2 separate regions of the Sus scrofa genome follow, and region 2 is linked to region 1. A link is a contact called in public Hi-C data. All regions are on one chromosome and are shown on one strand. Each heading gives the region's core, a stretch centred on a gene start, on an enhancer-like site or on the middle of the called end of the contact. The rest is flanking DNA. Distances are from core to core; before and after follow the strand shown.

Evidence for each region. Hi-C and Micro-C count contacts between places; a contact is called where the count stands out from the background.
Region 2: a Hi-C map of embryonic fibroblasts shows a contact between it and region 1, with 2.5 times the contacts expected there. The contact joins the promoter of HIF1A here to the enhancer-like site in region 1. A contact is called at or near these places in 2 of 5 promoter capture datasets (fetal skeletal muscle and liver), 4 of 47 Hi-C or Micro-C datasets (brain, embryonic fibroblasts, fibroblasts and 1 more) and 2 of 2 datasets of contacts at active chromatin or transcription factors (alveolar macrophages and skeletal muscle).

What each region holds. Positions count from the first base shown.
Region 1 is chr1:190,434,807-190,439,149 of Sscrofa11.1, forward strand. It overlaps PRKCH (protein kinase C eta type), which reads left to right. Exons shown (of 14, transcript XM_021062478.1): 13 at 1,820-1,963; 14 at 3,355-4,343. The coding sequence ends at 3,501. Among named protein-coding and RNA genes, the nearest start is that of HIF1A, 190 kb to the right of the region's middle. Within about 2 kb of position 2,400, at least 20 of the 83 cell types and tissues checked have an H3K27ac peak or open chromatin away from gene starts, as enhancers often do. A contact at or near this core is called in alveolar macrophages, embryonic fibroblasts and skeletal muscle, where this site is marked.
Region 2 is chr1:190,622,878-190,627,220 of Sscrofa11.1, forward strand. It overlaps HIF1A (hypoxia inducible factor 1, alpha subunit (basic helix-loop-helix transcription factor)), which reads left to right and starts at 2,559. Exons shown (of 15, transcript NM_001123124.1): 1 at 2,559-2,740. The coding sequence starts at 2,706.

The DNA of each region.
Region 1 (4,343 bases), core at 1,150-3,649:
CGCACGAATGCCTGGCTCTTCCAGAACAGAGTTGTTTATGAGAGAGATTTCCCAGGCCCACAGTGACCACTGTGTCAGTCTGGAGTGCTAACTGCTCTGAATGGATTCTAGCTCTGAAAGCTGCTTTTACTTCCCAGTTCTGCCTCCAAATCTAGCACCACCATGCCTTTCATTCCTTGTCTCTAAGATCCAGGAGAAGCCTTTAACCCCCATCATTGTCTTCATTTTTTACCAGCTCCCCTTTGAAGCATTTTAGCACTTTACGAGGTCTGTCCAGTCAGATTCACTTAGGGACTGTGACAGCCTCCACCTTCCATGTGATCATGTTTGTTTGAAGCAACCTGAGAGGTGTTGCAGCTTCGGACACCTGGCCTGGCAGGGCTGGCCACCTCCTAAACCTACCCTCTCTTGTGTGCGCCTTCCTGATTTTTTTAATAAATTTATTCTGTCAGTTCTACTCCAAAGCCATTTCTATGGACACGCAATTACTTTTGTCTTGCGTTTATAATTCAGACTTGAAAGGGGTGCTTAGGGGCTATTATAAATTTGTTTAAAGGTCAGTTTTTTAAAGTTTCCCCCAACCCACCCCAGGGCAATTTTCTCTTAAAAATGGGAAATTAAGACTTGTGGTTACCAAGAGGGAGGGGGAGGGAGTGTGGAGGGGATTGGGAGCTTGGGGTTAATAGAGGCAAACTATTGCTTTTGGAATGGATTAGCAATGAGATCCTGCTGTGTAAACTATGTCTAGTCACTTATAATGGAGCATGATAATAGGAGCAAAAAGAATGTATACATGTTTGTGTAACTGGGTCACCTTGCTGTACAGTAGAAAATAAATTATATTGGTGAAATAACACTAAAAAAAAAATTTTTTTTTTAATGGGAAATTAGTTTAGTGTCGTTGAAACTGAAAATTACATTCTGGCCATGAAAAGTGAATGGTCCTCTAACTGGCACTTGGTCAGGAAATGATCAGAATACCCGTAAAGGACTCCTTTGTGAAAGTAGACTTAGCCTAGAACATCTTGAAAGGGGCTCAGCCACAGAAAAGTATAGAAATACAGAGGATTTACAGACCCACATGCCTGGAATGTGTGGCAGTGCTCTTCATTTTTGGTCTGTGTTAGCAAGCGTCTCAGTCACGAAACATTTCCAAATGGAAGGGCAGGAGAGAAGCGAGCATCTTAAAGCAAAAAACAAAACAAAACAAAACAAAAAAAAACAAAAAAACTTCTCACTCAAAACTATGCTATCTTTGTCGCATAAATAAGAGGGGCCAACTTTGTTTTTCCTGGCGCCTGAACACAGAACTGTAAGTTTTTCGCCCTTGCGGCTTCCTCACACAGAGCTTCAGAATAACGACTCTCACTCTTCTCTCTGCGGTCTCGGCAGAGAGCCGACTGCGTCTTTCGGAAAAATGGCACAGCTGTTCTGAAAAGTAGCCCCATTCATAAGACACCGGCTGTCTACAACTGCAGTGCTGGAGAAAAGGCACCGTAGTTTATAAAGAGTTTCTTTTCTTTCAAGGGGGAAAAAAAAAACCACGGTATTTACAGGAAAGAAAACTGGACCCTTTTAGTTTTATTTTAGTTGCCATGTCTGAAATGGCAGTGGGGACGGTCATAAATACACACAGGCAATTGCGCCTTTACCCAATGACTCATCGTGGCTGAGCCACCCGTGATGGAAAATTCAGCTAGTTAAGCAAGATCAGCCAGAAAGCCTCACACAGGCCCTCCTGCCAGAGCCGATGCCTACTGTCTTATGACATACTTATCGTCTAGGATTGAATGACTGACCTGCTTTCTCTCCCTCTCAGTTCATGACCAAGAACCCCACCATGCGCCTGGGCAGCCCGAGTCAGGGTGGTGAGCATGCCATCCTGAGACACCCTTTCTTTAAGGAAATCGACTGGGCCCAACTAAACCATCGCCAAGTAGAACCACCATTCAGACCCAGAATCGTAAGTGTCCGTGACCACCACAACAGACTTTTTTTTCTTTCATAAAACATCACAGTGTTCCACTCAAGTCTGCTGAGCAGCTAGCAGGTCCCTTGTGGAATGACCAGACCGGAAGTTGAGCCTGATGCTTTGCAAGGCAGCCTCACCCAGGATGAGGCTGGGCTCCTTGCTCCCAAGGCACCATTTCTCCATGTGCCAGGGTTACTTCCCATCAAATTTCCACCTCTTACTTGCCTGGGCCCCATCCTCCCTCAATCTAAGTTGGATTTCCTGAGATCTAAGAGTCCTTAAAATTTTCCAGATTTCCCCAAAGGAGTAGGGTTGAGAAATTCATTCTCCATAACCAATTTCCTCATGCTCCTTAGTCAGGGGACCTTTCCCAAGCCCCTGAATGTTCCTCCCTGCCCTGACCCTGGCTCCCTGCCTTGGTGAGCTAGGGTCTGTGACAGATATTGCCACATAGGGTTCAGGCCAGTAGAGGCCAAGTCCCCTTGACTGGGAAATGCTGGAACACTGTGGGTATGTCCCCGAGTGAGGCAGCTGAGTGGGCTGGCATTCCTGGGGGCCACCTCACTCTTCATTTGAGAGCTAAGCTCCTTCTCAAGTGTGGTCAGGAGAACCACAGTGGGAAGGCAAACAAGCAGGGGCTAGCATTGCATCAAGGGTTAGGACGAGGCAGAGAGGGAAGGATCAGTGACTCAAATAGGAGACGTCAGAGATCTTTTCGGCATGAGTTTTTAAAGATGTCAAATACCCATTTCCAAGCATCCTTAGTTTAATCTCTAACAAACACCCAGAGGTTAAGCCACTTCCTTTAATGGGCATCCCCCTGCCAGCTCGTCTGGGAGGAGGGTGAGCTTTGCCAGCAGGGCAGAATGGATCTGACTGGTGAGTAAAGTGAGAGGCATTTGTTCCCTAAACTGAGTGTTTCCAAGAAGCCTTTCAAGAAAATCTCTTCAAGCATATAGACCTTTGTACAAACAACAGGTGGGGCAAGTGTGAATTGACGCAACCTCTGCTGACTTGCATGCCCCTCAGGAAGGCCTGATGCGAAGTGGTACCTCAGTGCAGTGGAGCGGGGGGACCAACCAGCCAGCTGCGTTAGGTGACTGAATTCATTCCTTAGCTTCCCAGCCTAAGGCCGGCCTGCTCAGCAAGATTTTTGTGGGGTTAGTGAGTTGGTGGTTACCAAATACCATAATGGTACACAGTGCAGAAGAATTAGTAATAAAGCACTGTCTAATCAATTGTCATGACTGTAAATAACGCACGCTACCAGGAGAGTTGTGGAACAGTTCTCCCAACTCACTGGAAACGGCTTAAATCCCATGGAAGAGGAGTGAGTCTCAAGTGCCTAAAATCTGAAATTTATCTTGTTTCCTTTTTGACAGAAATCCCGAGAAGACGTCAGTAATTTTGACCCTGACTTCATCAAGGAAGAACCGGTTTTAACTCCAATTGATGAGGGACATCTTCCTATGATCAACCAGGATGAGTTTAGAAACTTTTCCTTTGTCTCTCCAGAATTGCACCCATAACCTTATGCAGAGTGGGAGAGATGGTATGAGAATCAAAAGGGGATGGAGATTTTCCAGGAGTTTCCTATGTGGGCACGTCCCCAGGATCAGCCTTAGAACAAGAACCTGACCTTCGGGGGCAGGTGGAGAACTCTGTGAAGGACGGAACTTCAAGAGATCAACTATTTGAAGTCCCATGGGATCGCGGTGCTGGCAAAGAGTTGATACCGACATGAGATGTCATGAGGAAATTCACTGCTCAGCCCATGCATTTCCATGGCTCCTTCAGACTTGAGATATTAACAGTTGGAGCCAAAAGGAGAAAGGGTGTGAAGAATAAACTAGATCCCAGAACTTCTGAGCCAATCAGGCGTTTTATTTCAAGAGACAAACCTAGACGTTTTAGGGACCACTGCAAGCTGTTTTATAAGCCCATGAGCCCATAATACTGGCAGTCTGCAGCAAGTCTCGAAATGCTTGTGAAGAACTTACAGAGAAAGAAATGAAGAGCTTTCCAAATAGGATGATTTACTCTGAAGAAACAAAAACTGATATCCATAAAGCTCACAACTTAAAGCCCTCTCTTAACAGGTGGGCACCCAGGCCACTGCTACAGCTTATTCTTTTATCCTTACTTTCACTTAATAGATATTTATTGAGTGCCCAGTGAGATGGTGCCACAATACCCAGTAGCATAAACAACAGATTTGTGTTTACCAAGCTTTCATTCCTAAGTTACATGAATGGCATTTGCCTTCCATGAAATGCCTCTCCATGCTACATATGTCATACTTTGTCTGCACCTAGCTTCTCCCATTAGGCAGCTCACTGCCACAACACAACTATCTGCGTAATCAGCAGGT
Region 2 (4,343 bases), core at 1,309-3,808, 190 kb after region 1:
CTTTTGTCTCTTCAGGCATTTCCCATGTTCCTTTTCAAGAAGATATGTCATTTAGTGTTGCAGATCTTAAAGAAAAAACTGCATTTTAAGATCAGTCTTTAACCATATATTTATGGATCTGTTGACCAGTTAAAAAGAGGTGCTATATAAATTGATTTTTTTCTTTTTCTTTTCTTTTTCAGGGCTGCACCCATGCCATATGGAAGTTCCCAGGCTAGGAGTCAAATCAGAGCTGCAGCTGCCAGCCTATGCCACAGCCACAGCAAAACAGGATCCAAGCTGTATCTCAGACCTATGCTGCAGCTTGAGGCAATGCTGGATTCTTGGCCCACTGAGTGAGGCCAGGATCAAACCGGCATCCCTATGGATACTAGTTTGTTCCTCATGTAACGTGCTGAACTATATCAGGAATTCCAATTTTTTTCTCATCAAGAGTTTAATGCTATGTTATGTAGACCATTGTTTTTACATGCCAATATAATTAAAATCTAGATATTCACATTAACATATAACCCAAAGCTATACTGTTAACAATATAAGTCATAAGACAAAGGTGAGAAAATAATCCAGTGCCAAGTGGAGATATGTATGCAGTGCTCTTTGCATAGCTCAAAATATATGTCTTTTTCATTTAGAAGACTGACAGGCTTGAAATGCATGCTTCCAAAGCCAAAAAGTGATGAAGTATTATCCAAGAACTTGCAAAGCCATGTTAGCAAACAGGAAATACTGGCTGCCACATTATCAGTTTAACTCCTGTGCAGGTCCCCTGCCCAGGTCTCAGTGCGAGTTTTGGAAAAATCTCATTCCTCCTTCCTGACTACACAGTGATCTCAATTCAAGGTGGTAAGTCACAAACTAAGAGTTGTCTTCCCTTTTCTGAATCCATCTAAGATTATCTTCCACTCTTTTTTATTTTTTAAAAAAAATTTTTTTAATTTATTTTTTGTCTTTTTGCTATTTCTTGGGCCGCTCCCGCGGCATATGGAGGTTCCCAGGCTAGGGGTCGAATCGGAGCTGTAGTCTCCGGCCTACACCAGAGCCACAGCAACGCGGGATCCGAGGCGCGTCTGCGACCTACACCACAGCTCAGGGCAACGCCAGATCGTTAACCCACTGAGCAAGGGCAGGGACCGAACCTGCAACCTCATGGTTCCTAGTCGGATTCGTTAACCACTGCGCCACGACGGGAACTCCTCTTCCACTCTTTTAAAAGCAACAATAAGATAAAATAAAAGTAAACCTAAAGCCATTTTCCTGTTCTTTTTGAAATTCAGGTTTATGCTCTTTTTATAAAAACCACTTATACCCATTCTTTTTTTTTTTTTGGTCTTTTTGCCATATCTTGGGCCACTCCCGCGGCATATGGAGGTTCCCAGGCTAGGGGTCTAATCGGAGCTGTAGCTGCCAGCCTAGGCCAGAGCCACAGCAACGCGGGATCCGAGGCGCGTCTGCGACCTACACCATAGCTCAGGGCAACGCCAGATCGTTAACCCACTGAGCAAGGGCAGGGACCGAACCTGCAACCTCATGGTTCCGAGTCAGATTCGTTAACCACTGAGCCACAACGGGAACTCCTATACCCATTGTTATACCTATTTGTAATGCTTAAAATATTTCAGATTTTAACATTTCCTGCTACCTTAACTACTTCCTTTGAGAGATATACAAGAAGAGGAGTTTTGTCTTTTGTTGTTCTTCGTATTTACTTAGAAACGAACTTCACAGAAAAACTTAGGGAACAATGCGAGTACCCTCGTGTTCTGTAGTAAAGGGTGTGGTCGGTGACTTGGCCCGCGGTTGGGTAACGTGGCAAGAAAGACCCTATTGTAATACTTCTGAGCAAAGGCACGGAGGGTTTGCCGCCAAGACGCGAAAGGTCTGCCTTTTTAAAACGTTTTGGGACTGGGCAGAGCTGGCGGCTACCTTGCACAGCACAGCTGCTGAGGGAAAGGAGAGCGGGAGACTTGCACCGAAAGCAGGAAGTGTGATGCAAGCTTGGGACCCAAAACCCGAAATCCCTTCTCAGCAGCGCCTCCCAAAGCCAGCCACAGCTTTCCCTAGGAGAAGGCGCAGAATCCCCAGACCCAGGCTAGCCGCACCCCATCTCCTTTCTCTTTCCTCTACTACGGCACACAGACGAGCACGTGAGCAGGGCAGCGCTTCCCAGCTGTGCCTCAGCTGACCGCCTCCTGATTGGCTGAGACAGACGTGGGCTGGGGTGGGGACTGGCCGCCTGCGTCGCTCGCCATTGGTTCTCAAGGAACCCGCCTCCCCCTCAGGTGAGGCGGGCTTGCGTGAGCGCGCTCCGGGTTTCCGCGGGCGAGCGCGCCCCGACACTCCCCCGCGCCCGCGCGCCCGCGCGCGCCTCCGCCCTTGCCCGCCCCCTGCCGCTGCCTCAGCTCCTCAGTGCACAGAACCGCCTCGTCTGAGGGGACGGGAGGATCGCCTTCGCCGCCGCTTTGGCCAGTGCGCGGGGCCGTGCCCTGACAAGCTGCCTCGGGGGAGGCTCTTCGGAGCCGGACCTGGACCCTCGTGATTGCCGCCTGCCCTCCCGCCTCTGGTCTCACGAAGGGTTTCCCGCCTCGCACCCCCACCTCTGGACGTGCTTTTCCCTCCTCCCCGCGTGCGGAGGGAGCCAGCGCTTAGGCCGGAGCGAGCCTGGGGGCCGCCGGCCGCGAAGGCATCTCGGGCACAGATTCGCCATGGAAGGCGCCGGCGGCGCGAACGACAAGAAAAAGTAAGCCCACTCCCCCGCCGGTCAGTCCTCCGCCCGCACCCCCGCCCAGGCTCGCGGGCTGGCTCCGCGTTCCGGGGGGCCGCCTTTTTGTTTCTGCCTCCTGTCCCCTCCCCTCTCCCCCAGCCTCGCCGGCCGGGCTCCCCCACTGTCCACGTCGCCATCTTGTCGTGGGGGGTGGGAGACGCGTCCAAAGTGCTTGTGGGGGCCCGGCCATGGGCCCTGGGCCCTGCTGGCTTCTGCTCCCAGCCGCCCGGGCCTCATACGGCCCTTTCCTGCTCCCCAAAACCTCCAGCCTGGCCGGTGCCCGCTCCGAGTGGACTTCTCCGCGCCCGAAAACCCCGGGAAGAGAAATGAGACGCGGCTCGGTCGCCGCCGCTTGCACCCGAGCTTCCGCCCCTTCCCGCCCCCATCCTCTCGGGTTCCATTGAAAACTCGGCTCCGCGTCTGCCCCTGCGCGCAGGTCCTCGCTTCCTTGTGGGCGCGGGGCTCTGGATTTCCGACCCAGGGGCTCGCGTGGTCGGATGCGATCGTGCCCAGCGGTTGTCCGGCCGCGGCGGGTGCCTTTGCCTTTGTGCTTTAGGGACTTGCTGCGAGGGCCTGGGATGCTAACTTTTTAGTTTACACGTGCAGGTTTGGTTTGATTTGGTTTGGTTTTAATCGCCTTGGAAAACTTGCCTAGAGTGAGAGTCAGAGTAACGGGAATTTAGAGAAATAGCAACATTTAAATGAGAACATCATAATTGGATTCTGGGGTTTCTATCACCTGTCAAGAGAGCCCAGACGTTGTAAGTGAAGTATATCTACTTCATTCATTCTGGAAGATACCTTAGTGAAAACGTAGCGTCTGGCTAAATTCAGGCAAACACTTAATAATGAGATTGGAAAGAAAGTGTGATGGGAGCAAATGAAATGCAACACTAAAATGTTGCAAAATTTTTAGACCTGTCTCATTTTCCTGAAGTTGAAGTGTTCTAAAATATATTCGAAGTAAATTATCATCCTGTTAGAACTTAATGCAAGTATTTAAAACACCTTGAAGTTTGAGTCTTAAGTGGTACCTTGTAGGATTAAGAATTGTGAGTCCAACCAGTGGAATTAAGTGATTCTCTACCCACCCACCCCCAACGCTCACAGTGTTTGGTCCACTCTGGTATTTTAACCTTTGAGGAAATTATTTTAAGAAATTGAAGATTTCTGGTAAGAGTTCTGGTTTGTAGACTAGCTTTACTGTTAAGTCCCTCCACTCTTCTGGGAGGGATTAACTGCTGTAATCTGTATCAGCAGAAGATAAACTTGTTTATGTTCTTGCTATTTTGTGGATTCTTTTTTGGCATTTATCTAATAGAATGATAAATTCTCAGTTTCTGTATGTATATTTATATATATTTATACCAGAGAAAGCACGTATAAATTTCAAAAAGTGAGAAAACAGGCCCAGACTTAATTCCAAAAGTTGTAATAGAAATTAATTGCAATTAATTTTGCAGAAGTGATTGCAAGGCTTTTGATGAAATGATGAGGCTGCTATTTTATATAAATCTAAGGCACCTCACCTCTTTGTATTGCCACTTCTCTGTCCTCATACGCTGGATCATACTTAATA